Linked DNA regions of Triticum aestivum: region 2 is linked to region 1. The links are chromatin contacts, called in public Hi-C maps. All regions are on one chromosome and are shown on one strand. The core of a region is the stretch at or near the end of the contact, and the rest is flanking DNA. Distances in the headings are between cores, read along the strand shown.

What was found. A called contact is a pair of places that touch in the nucleus more often than the background predicts.
Region 2: a contact with region 1 is called in a Hi-C map of leaf, with 4 times the contacts expected there. The contact joins the promoter of LOC123041569 here to the enhancer-like site in region 1. A contact is called at or near these places in 4 of 5 Hi-C or Micro-C datasets (leaf and an unstated tissue).

The regions. Positions count from the first base shown.
Region 1 is chr2B:531,808,682-531,814,475 of IWGSC CS RefSeq v2.1, reverse strand. It overlaps the pseudogene LOC123039282. Among protein-coding and RNA genes, the nearest start is that of LOC123045868, 6.9 kb to the left of the region's middle. Within about 2 kb of position 2,860, at least 7 of the 8 cell types and tissues checked have an H3K27ac peak or open chromatin away from gene starts, as enhancers often do. A contact at or near this core is called in leaf, where this site is marked.
Region 2 is chr2B:532,028,162-532,033,601 of IWGSC CS RefSeq v2.1, reverse strand. It overlaps LOC123041569 (probable calcium-binding protein CML22), which reads left to right and starts at 1,808. Exons shown (of 1, transcript XM_044464164.1): 1 at 1,808-2,781. The coding sequence starts at 1,896. The coding sequence ends at 2,540. TRNAL-UAA (transfer RNA leucine (anticodon UAA)) reads left to right here and starts at 999; the gene lies at 999-1,082. It overlaps TRNAL-UAA (transfer RNA leucine (anticodon UAA)), which reads left to right and starts at 852; the gene lies at 852-934.

The DNA.
Region 1 (5,794 bases), core at 1,611-4,110:
ATATGCTACTTTCAAGACCTGAAAGTTGGACTCGGAGATTGTTAAAATGTTTAGGATTAAATGCTAATCTTGATCAGAGGCAAAATACAAACAAAGAAATAGAAATACAATTTAGAGTATGAACTAACCTCCTCCCATCAGGATTAAATGCTAATTCATTGATTGGTCCAAAATGTCCTTTAACACCACCAATCTCTTCTTCTAAAATCTGAAATTCACAACAAAATCCTGTCACAGAAATTGACAATACCTTGATGCATTCAAATTCAAATTAGAAGAATCACGACAAAATTGTTAGACCACAGTTCTATATTATTTTCTCTGTTTATCACAACCAAAATGGGTTTTAGTTTATATAAACAACAATATATTCTCTGAAGTGTTAGTTGTTTTCTTTTATTTCTTTGAAACTCTCTCAAGTTGTACTCACAACATATTACAAAGAGGTTTGTATGGTGGCTCCTGTACAGGAGTATTTATTTGAATTACATGGAGTATTTTATTTGAATAATTTGGTGTGTTACCAGGAGATACCAGCTAGCGCCATGTTTTTGTTCATTTATGAATTGGATCTTGTTTTGGTTCAAAATTCAGGAGATACCAGCAAGCAGCTATGTTTCCTAGACCATTTGTTGATCTGTTAATTTATTCTTGGTGTGTTGCTGTTCCAAGAAGCAAGTATTGAGATGTCTACTGTTTGTGAAAACCTACAGTTGACAAGGGCCAGCCCTATATCCCAAAATGCCTACAATAGTGTCTGCGAACAATAATCCCTTGGAGATAAACTGAGGCTGCTACCTATGAAAAGTCCAGCCCTACTGCAATTTGTTAAATCTGCACATCAACCGAATTCAGAAACAGAATATAAGCCAGCCCTAGTTCATCATTGTAGGCCAGCATGAAACACACTCTAAAAAAAGCCTAAAAAGCCACTATTATTGTCTTACTGCTATTGTTTGAAGTTGAAGTCTACCCTGTTTTACTCCAAAGTCAATTCAGGTTTATTTAAATTGACAGCAGCGTAGTCATCTCAACAGCACCTTAGTCAACCTGTAAAATTTACAACAAATCCAATTCGTATTGAACAGCGCCGTACTGTAATTTGCTGCAATTTATTCCAAAGAATCGACTAAATCAGCTTGTACCAGCACTTGAAGATGACTACAGTACATCAACTTCTACTCCGAGGAGTACCATCTTGTCTACAACAAAGAATTGACTACTCCGAGGGGACAAATCTGGAGAATCACTTGGAATAAATCTTTGGAAATTTTAGATTATCACAACAAAGAAGCATTTTTATTCCGTGACTCTGAATTTATGCATAAACGCAGTTTGAAGGCGAAACTGAATCCAATGGTGGACAGCGGGTGGGTTACCTGATGTGCTGGTCGACGACAGGTGTGTGGCGGTCAGAGACTTCTTCTTCTGAATACATTTAACCCAGCCATGAGCCCGTGACTAACTGGGTGATCATTTTATCCTGCAGCTAAGCAAAACCAAAAGAGCACTGCTGCCCAGCATGCCAGCTCTTTTGGAAAAAGAGAAGTGCTACCAACTTATTTTCTCCTAGCATTTCATTTGATAATGGGGTTGGATTTGATCAAAGCAAAAAGCCATGCCTTACTCTATCAGTTACATGCTTACAACTAATGAAAACCATTTGCGATTCATGAAAACTACGGCCAAGGAATAAAAGGAAAAGAAACACGGTGGTCATGGGCGCCTGAGTTTCATCACCATCGAAAAACACCATGGGAAAAGTACTATAGGGATTGAAAGGGGAAGAGATGACATGGTCGCTACTTACCAACGGATGGAGCAGAACGTTGTCTTGGAGATAGGGCGGAGAAGGGCGGGGCTGGTAGCAGGAAGACCAACGACGGCAGGCAGGAGAGCAATGGGGGATCTCGAACCGGCATGGAACTGGCGGCGTAGGGCCCCGCGCCACCGTGCCGCAGGCTCAGGCGCGACCTCGTACGCCGACAGTAGGCCCATATGCGTCCACGCCCCTGGCAGCGGCGGCGGCGGCAGCTCCCGCGTACCTCTCGCCGCCGAGGATGAGGGGCGGCGCGTAGAGCAGGTTCGCGTGAGGGAGGCGAGGCAGGCACTGGAGAGGCGGGGGGGTGCCGGGTTCCTGCGGCGGGGCTCCCCTGGCGCGCGACGGGCGGCGGCTCCGATGGGGCGGCTCCCGGGGCGATGGGCGCGGCGACCGACGGCGGCTGCAGGAGGCGGCGAAGGGCGCAGCGGGGCGGCTCCGGTGGCTGGGGAGGCGACGACCCGCAGCGGGACGGCTCCCGCGGCGGGGGCGTGCTCCCGTGGCTGGGTAGGCGGCAACCCGCGGCGGGGGCGGGCCCCCGCGGCTGGGGAGGCGGCGAACGGCGCGGCGGGGGCGGGCTCCCGGCGACCTGCGGCGGCTTCCCGTGGCTCCGGCGGCGCGAGGCGGCGGTGAAGGGCGCGGCTTCCCGTGGCTCGGCGCGAGGCTGCGGGAGGCGAACTGCGCGGGAGGAGGAGGAGGTCGTGTGGGAGGAGAAGGTGGAGGTCGTGCGGGCGACCGGTTTTGTTAATGCGGGGCGATTAGCGGTCGATTGTGGCTTGTTGCGTGGTTGATAGCGTTAAACACAGAATGATTAAGGGCCATTAGATTTTGATGATGGATGGGTGGGATTGTTTGGATCTGCCTCTCTTTTTCTTTTATAGTGGTAGTAGATAAAGCCTGGAGAACCGCTAGGCAGGTGGAAGGTGCCCACGTCGCCTTTAAATCGCGAATGCCATCGCCTGTTAATTCGGTGCCCCGCAGGGGGCATTTTCGTCATTTCACACGTTGGAGTATAAAAGGGAGCCGCTCCTGTGGAGAAGACCTAGCCGCTGCTCCCCCGCACCCGCACCGCCCCCTCTCCCCTTCCTCCTGCCTCACCTCTCTCCCCCCCTCGACCCGCGCCCGCCTCCCTGCCCCGCCGCCATCCAGATCGCTTCCGCTCGCCCTCGCATCGCCGCGTCATCTCCCCCTCCCTGCCCTCTCGGTGCTAGGCAGGACGAGCGCAGCTCGTTGGACCTAGCCCGCATCTCCCCCGCGAATTAGCCCCCACGACCGTTGTCTCGCCGCGGCCGCCGCCCTCCTGCCTCCTGCCTCCAAGCCCTAAGCCCCTGCCGGATCCGCCGCCCTCCAGGCGCCCAGAGCGAGCTGCGCGCGGAGCCCCGCGTCCTCCGCCTCGAGGCGGACGATGCGGGACGCGAGCGCGATGGAGGTGATCTTGCGCGCCTTCCTGCTCGTCCGGATAGCCGCCGGCCGCTGCAGCCCTTCTCCCCTTCCTCCTCCTTCCTCACTCTGCTCTCTTCCCCGATCCCCTTCCACGAACCCTAGCCTCCTGGTGCCGCCACCCCTTCCTTCCGCATTCGTCCTCCCCTCCCCCCCCCCCCCCCCCCCCCCCCCCCCCTCCCGCGTGCCGCGAGCCCCTCGCTCCTCTTTGTGCCACTGGTGCGGGCGTGGAGGCGAGCTTCTCCGGCGGCGGCTGCGACCTGCAGGAAAAGTACGACCGCGACAGGGCTCGATTCAATCTGTAGGAGAGAGAGAAGATGAGAGGGAGAGAGAGAAGGAAGGAGAGGAGGAAGAAAGAGAGAGGAAAGAGGAGAGGGAGGTGTGGCGACAGACGGGAGAGCGTCACAGGAAGGAGCGCCGCTGGCTCGTCGTCGTGCACACCACACTGTAGTAGAGGCGCCCCTGTACATCCCTCACGCCCGCAGGTTGCTGTGGAAGAAGACGGGCATGGCCGTGGGCTCCATGCGGCTCGAGCTCCGCGACGGCCAGCGCCATGGTTGCTGACCTCGACTGCGACGCCGCGCCCCTTGCCGCCTACTCCCCCTACGACGGGTACGTCTGCCCACCGCGCGCATCTCCTCTTGCTACCTACTGGCTGCTGCTGTTGTTGGACTGATAGTGGATTGCTTTGCAGGTACCGGCTGCACGTCATCAACCTTGACCCCTCGTCGGTGACCTCCGGTGGGTGGCTGGAGGGCACCTCGCTCGTTGAGAAGTACACCATATCGGACGATGCATACGACGAGCTCGGCAGTAAGCTCAGGACACATTCTGTTTTCAGTTTACAAGATGAATCTGGCACCCAGTAGAATTCTTATCATTTGCAAGCAACTCTGACATCTAAAATTTTGTGCAATTGTGCAGCAAACATCCGGAAGTTCAAAGAGAAGATGGTGTCGAAAAACCCTGTATCGGATGATAAGCAAGTAAGTTGCCCATGCTCTGGACTTGTTTGTTCCTTTCAAGGCTTCAACAGGCCTGTTTACTCTGTTTCTTGTCCTCTTTGGCAGTCAGACAATCAGATGGAGGAATTGTGTGCTAACATCAAGGACAGTTCATTTGCTTTACACATGTTTATCAGATTGAGTTTTTCCATATGAAGTGGGATATTGCCAACTAGCCTGCTGATGTTAGCAAGATTTAATAGTTTAGCTTGTTAAGTATTGATGATGTAGCACCGCTGGTCGAGCTACTGTTTCCCCTATATTTAGCGTCTGGTATGGCAACCTTGCTGGATATAATATAGTAGCTGGTAATTCTACCTTAAATTTGTGTTGTTTGCCGGCTAGCATATTGGCTGCGGTAATTTCTACCTATAGAAATAACCCTGATTAGTATGTATGAACCTGTGACTAAATGGGCTTGAGAAACTGCTACCATTGGCTGGGTATTAAAATATTATTTTCACAGTGCATTCTGTTAACTTTGAAGGAATATGTGGACATCCTTACAATGAAAATAAGAAATTAGTTGTGTGTGTTCCTTGATTTTTGCCAACTGGAGCATCAGTTTGGAGTGTTGCAGTGTATATTTCCTTCTATCAGTGACCTGGTTTGACTAGCAGTTTTTTGGATAGAGCACAGTGGCAATTCTTGTCGTAAAATTATGACTATTGAGCAGAGTGTAATTGACTAAGTTTATGAGGAACACGGAGTTGTGCAAAGAAAATTGGTGACTTATTAACTGGGTATTCTGCTTTCAGAGGCATGTGATGTACTTCTTCTGTAACTTAATAAGATGTTTTTTGACACAGTAGGATCCTCTTGATTTCTTCCTCCCTAAATTAATTTTTATTTTGCACCTAGGGTTTGGGATCAGATTCTTGCGAGGACAGCAACAGCAGCCGGCCAGCGTTTGTATTCGCAGAGTTCATGAACGCGCTTCTTCTGTAACTTAATAAGATGTTTTTTGACACTGTATTCGCAGAGTTCATGAACGCTGCAGGTATGCTCATCCTCCCCCATCTCTCTTTCCATCTATCTCTTCATCTACCTTTCCTCTCTCTCTCAACTAGGTGCTTCTGCTTGAATCTCTTCAGTGGGGTTTCCAGCGCAGCGACAACATGACGACTAAGTTCAACAGCCTCATATCACACTGCATCAGGTGATTCCCTCTCAATTCTGATGTATAAATCTCTTTAGGGTGAACCATTCATGGTTTTTATGGGCGGTTGCTACTATAATGCCAAGCTGATCAAGTGGTGTAAGATTATGACCCAACTAATTAGGCGGTAGTTCTCTGCGGCATCTCACATCGGTTATCTTGCATTTTTTATCTCACAGAAATTGATTGCCCAAATTTCTTGACTTCTTTCTGCAATTGGGGTAACTTTTTTCTTCAAATCCTTGCAGAAGTTAGCCGCGTAATATGGTCGCCGGATGGAAGTACAAGTTCGCACTTACAAAAGTAAAGTACATTTTTAGCGCCACTGTTGTTTCTTGCTTCACTATGTTGTTCCAGGCGGTTCTTGATGGT
Region 2 (5,440 bases), core at 559-3,058, 220 kb before region 1:
AGGCAAAGCGCGTGGCGACTGGGTGGAGCGGTGGAGGCAGCGGAGGTCCTACAAGGGCTTGACGGACGACCAAGGTGGTACAACGGCGACGACCAGGGAGGAAGCAGATGCAGAGAAAGGGAAAAGAGATGAAGACCGGGTCTAGGTGTGGTTTTGGGTGGGCCGGGGGTGTCGGAGCTTGACGTAGCGGCGGTCCGGACCCCCGCAAAGCCTCCTTAGTTTGCTTTCGGTTTATGAGAAAATGGACACGCGAACTGGTCTGTAGACTGATGCGGGACAATGTTGGATGTCAACGCATCCGGACAGCACTGTTCCGGATGTTTGCTGGCGATTCGAGGGTCTGCTTTTGGAGATGCCGTAACCTGGCCAGATTTTTTATTCTCAAAACAGAAGTCAAATGTATTTTATATTGCTTCATGTATTAGTTTTCAGCTTCTAGTTCCATCGTGGCAACAAGTCTGGGACAAAGCATATAGCACACCGAAATAAAGAATAGAATGCTGCATTTTTAAGTTATGTGGAAATCATATGCCTCGTAATAATTCAAAAGTTAAATTTAATAATTTCAAAAATACCAAAGAATTTCCCTCCCCTCCCCGTATTGCTCTTCTCTTATTTTCCACATATATACACCATATTTCAGACTTTTTCAGTAGCTCTCCTCTTTTCTTATTTTCCATATATATATATATACACGAATAGCAACGTTGATCAACTATAGCAAGCCCCATATTTCTACCCAGGCATTAAATAAAGTGTCATTTTGCCTCTACTGTTATTTAGCATGACCATATGTGAGTTTGTGCAATCATAGTATATTTTACGGAACATGTATCTTTGTCACAGCAAGAGCTGGTTTGCCCGAGTGGTTAAGGGGGAAGACTTAAGATCTTCTGCACATAAGTGCGCGTGGGTTCGAACCCCACAGCCAGCATGTTTTTTTGTTTACCTTTTTTTTACGTTTAAATAGAGCTACAGTGAGAAATTGGCATCGATATGCTGGTTTGCCCGAGTGGTTAAGGGGGAAGGCTTAAGATCTTCTGCACATAAGTGCGCGTGGGTTCCGAACCCCACAGCCAGCATTTTTTTTGTTTAATATTAATATTGACATGCAAAAAAACACACACATGTATTTTTTCCAAAATATGTAAATGCGACTTTTGCCAATTTCGTGAAATGGGTTCATACGTAGACATGTCCAGAGTAGCATGTTCCTATACATGGAACAGTACTTTGGTTCGAACCCCACAGCCAGCATTTTTTTTGTTTAATATTGACACGCAAAAAAACACACACATGTATTTTTTCCAAAATATGTAAATGCAACTTTTGCCAATTTCGTGAAATGGGTTCATACGTAGACATGTCCAGAGTAGCATGTTCCTATACATGGAACACGTACTTTCAGAACAACGTATTCATACCGTTGTTCGTCCTTTATTTTTGCGAGTCATACCGTTTTTCTGTGGGATATATTACATATTACTAGTATTTACATCTAGGCTAGGGAAACCCCAGTAACAAATTAAGTAAGACAAAATGACGCTTTATTTGGAAGTCAAATAAGACCCGGGAAAATAGAGTCGGTCCGAAATTCTTCATCGACTGAACTCTTTTTAAATGTTTTTTTTTGCGTGTCAAAAGTTAGACAAGAAATATGCTGGCTGTGGGGTCCGAACCCACGCGCATCGACTAAACTCTTGACATACAAGGACACGGAAGCACTTTATCCCTTTTACAAGAAAAAGAAAGAAAGACGCGAGAAAGTGGTATAAATAGAACCCTGGTCCACGGCAAAAGCTTTGCGCCACCACCACCACCAAACTTCTCCCCCACCCAACTCGACTCGAGCGATCTTCAAAGCCTCCACAGCGAGCAAAGCAACACCACCCTCCATGCCACCCTCCGGCCTCCTCTCCTACATCCCGACCAGCCTCTCCTCCATCCTCCCGGTGCGCGGCTGCGCCGCGCCCCCCTCGCCGTCGCCTCCAACTCCGCCGGCGTCCCCGGCCCCGAGCAAGATGTCGCCCTCGGTGAAGGCGGCGGACCGCGCGGAGCTGGCGCGCGTGTTCGAGCTGTTCGACCGGAACGGCGACGGGCGCATCACGCGGGAGGAGCTGGAGGACTCGCTGGGCAAGCTGGGCATCCCCGTGCCGGGGGACGAGCTGGCCGCCATGATCGCGCGCATCGACGCCGACGGCGACGGGTGCGTGGACGTGGAGGAGTTCGGCGAGCTCTACCGCACCATTATGTCGACGGGCAGCGGCGGGGCGAAGGGCTCGTCGGGCGAGGAGGCGGAGGCGGAGGAGGACGACGAGGACATGCGGGAGGCGTTCCGTGTGTTCGACGCCAACGGCGACGGGTTCATCACGGTGGACGAGCTGAGCGCGGTGCTGGCGTCGCTGGGGCTGAAGCAGGGCCGGTCGGCCGAGGAGTGCCGCCGCATGATCGGGCAGGTGGACCGGGACGGCGACGGCCGCGTCGACTTCCACGAGTTCCGCCAGATGATGCGCGGCGGCGGGCTCGCCGCGCTCGCCTGATCGACTACGACTGATGCTGATGAATGTGCGCTTTGTATGCTTGGCTGGTAGCAGGTGTATGTAGATATTTGGCTCGGGCCGGGGGGAATCCGTGTAACCGCTCCCGAAATTCTTCTCGTTTTTTCTGGTTTGTTTGTTCCTTCGCACGCTTATGCTAAGATGTTGATGGGCTTGCCGATTAATGGTTGTACTGCTTGCTGCTCGCAAGAATTACTTGGAAGAACTACAAGGTTTTGTACTATTGTTCGTCGTGTGCATGTAAACACTGTAGCGCATCTCTCGGCGTCAGATTCTGCCAACTCTTGGAGTTGAGTTGAATCCAGCGTCTCAGCTTGGTTATTTGCGAACGTTCCGGCAGAGTCTCGCTGCTGGCCTGCGTGCTTCATGCCACTGGATCTGAAATGTGCAATTGTGCACCCCAAGAGGCAAGAGTTGAGTTGACACGTCCCTTTTCCCGCTATTTTGCCATTAATTGCACTTCACGATGCATGTGATGATGAACACAGTGGCTACCCCAGACGAATTAGATATTTGTGTCTTCCCGCCAATTTTTTTTTTGTGTCCTCTCTCCCCTAGACTAGAGTAGGAGCATTGCAGCAAAGAGCTAGCGGCACAGCGATCTGCCAGTCGGCCGATCGACGCGCTTCCTGCGGGGCCCGCCCCATGTAACAGAGCGACGCGTAGGCCACGTCGCCGATCGATCGTGCGCCCACGGCCGCGCACACCTCCCTGGCGCCTGGCGGAGTGACGGGGACGCGTGCCATATTGCGACAGGTCAGCCATTCCCCACACGATCGGCCCACGCTGCGTGCGTGCACGAGGCCGATACGGCCGTTGAAGGCGCCGCGGGCGTGGGTGGGCGCGTGGCGGTGCATGGGCCGTTCGGCGGCCAAACCGGCGGACGTGGCTTGGTCGGCCATAGTCAGTCACACACAACCTTCAACCTGGCCTAAAAATGGCTGACGTCCGTGTGCGTCGCGATTGGAAGAAAACACATGTGAACGTCAGTTCAGGGGATGACCTTGGAAGGGTTTCAACCTCTGTTTTTCCTTTTTGACAATCGGATGGTTTTACGTGTTCAAGGTCAAGCCTTCAAACTTCAAAGGAGTATGTTGCACCCGGTCCTGGCCTCATTGAGCCGTCAACGCAGCTGCATAACGAATTTACGAATTACTACGACGACAGAGATGCAGATGCAGAGCGACGTGACGTGATGTGCTTGGTCGTCGTGCCGGCGGCCTGTTGCCTGATTCAACGTCGCACACGGCCTGGTAAGAGTACACGGCAGGTAATGATGCAGCCAGGGTGACCAGCAAGTTAATCCCGCCACTCTGACTCGTTCGGTTTCAGGATTGGTCACGGCATGTCAAAATCCCCTGCTTTATGGCGCGTCAACAACAGCAGTTATCCCTGACAGTGCATGCCAATAGTTACGTCCAAGGTCCTCATAAATGCGAAATCCTGCATTCTGCGGCAGATTGTCGATCATTCGCACAAAGAGGCAGCGGCCTGCGAACAAAATGGGCCGCCCCGTAACCAACGCGCGCAACAGTACCCGGTATTACGAAACTTGTACCAGTTTTCCAACCGGTTTTTTTTTTCTGGTTTTAGGAACCTTCTAGGACGTTCCTGAACCTGTTTCTTTTTCCTTTTTGTTTTTTTGTTTTTCATTTTTCTTTTGTCCTGTTTCCTTTTCCTTTTCTCTCCTTTTTTTCGTTTCCTTTCCTTTTTCGTTTTTCTTCTTTCTGTTTCTTTTTTTTTATTCCTGTTTTTCCAAAAAAGTTCATACCTTCAAATATTGCTCGCTTCTTTTACAAAAAGTTCAAAAACAAAAAATAAAGAATTTCATATTCAAAAAATGTTTGCATTTTAAATATTTGTTCACAAATTCCAAATATGTTCGGGTAATTTAAATATTGTTCCCACTTTCCATTTTTTTTTACAAATCCAAAGAATGTTCATGTATTCAAAATTAATTCACTATTCTAAAAATTCTTGGCTATTTTTTTCACAAATTCAAAAAATGTTCGGGCATTTCAAAAAATGTTCCCACTTTCAAAAATTGTCACAAATTCAAAAACGTCCATGCTTTCAAAATTTGTTTGCAAATTAAAAAAATGCTTATGTTTTCAAAATTTGTTCGCAGATTTAAAAAAATTATGTTCTCAAAATATGTTCACAAACTCATAAATGTTCAGACGAATTTTCAAATATGTTCATAACTTCAAAAATGATGGTGTAAGGGCATATTTATCCCCAAGGTGTTTTGGTGATTGATGGCAATGCTTTTGCGGACTAATCGTGTGCGTTGAGTTTTTCAGAGATTCATCCTTTGGCACGAGACGATTCCCTCCCCTCGGTGTTGTATTCAAGACGGTGTAGCTCCTTCGTTTCTCTGTTGGTGGACTAGTTTCGTAGGAGTCACCATACTATCAAGAGGGGATCCGCTTTGGTAAGGCTAGGGTGGAATCAACACGTACACATCCTTATTGCACCCGCTGTTCCTTTCCGCTTCAATGGAGTTCTCCTTCCTCTCCTAGCTTGCCCTGACTGGTCCCAGCGGTAGTACTGCGGGCCACAGCGGTAGTACCGCCAAAGCACATCAAGCATTAGTACCGCTCCTCAGCGGTAGTACCGCTTGCTGTCTTTCGCCGTAGTACCGCTGAGGCTCCGGGCTACTAACGCCTCGACTCGAGGCCTCTTTTTCTCGTGTCGGGTTGTGCGGTACTAGCTGCGGCAGTAGTGGCGGTAGTACCGCTCCCAAGCGGTAGTACCGCCCTTACCACCACGGTAGTACCGCTCTGGGTCCAGAACGCTGCTCCCCTCATGTGCGCGGTAGTACCGCTAGGAGGGGACAATAGTACCGCTGGTTCAGCGGTAGTACCGCTCTCTGCGGGGCT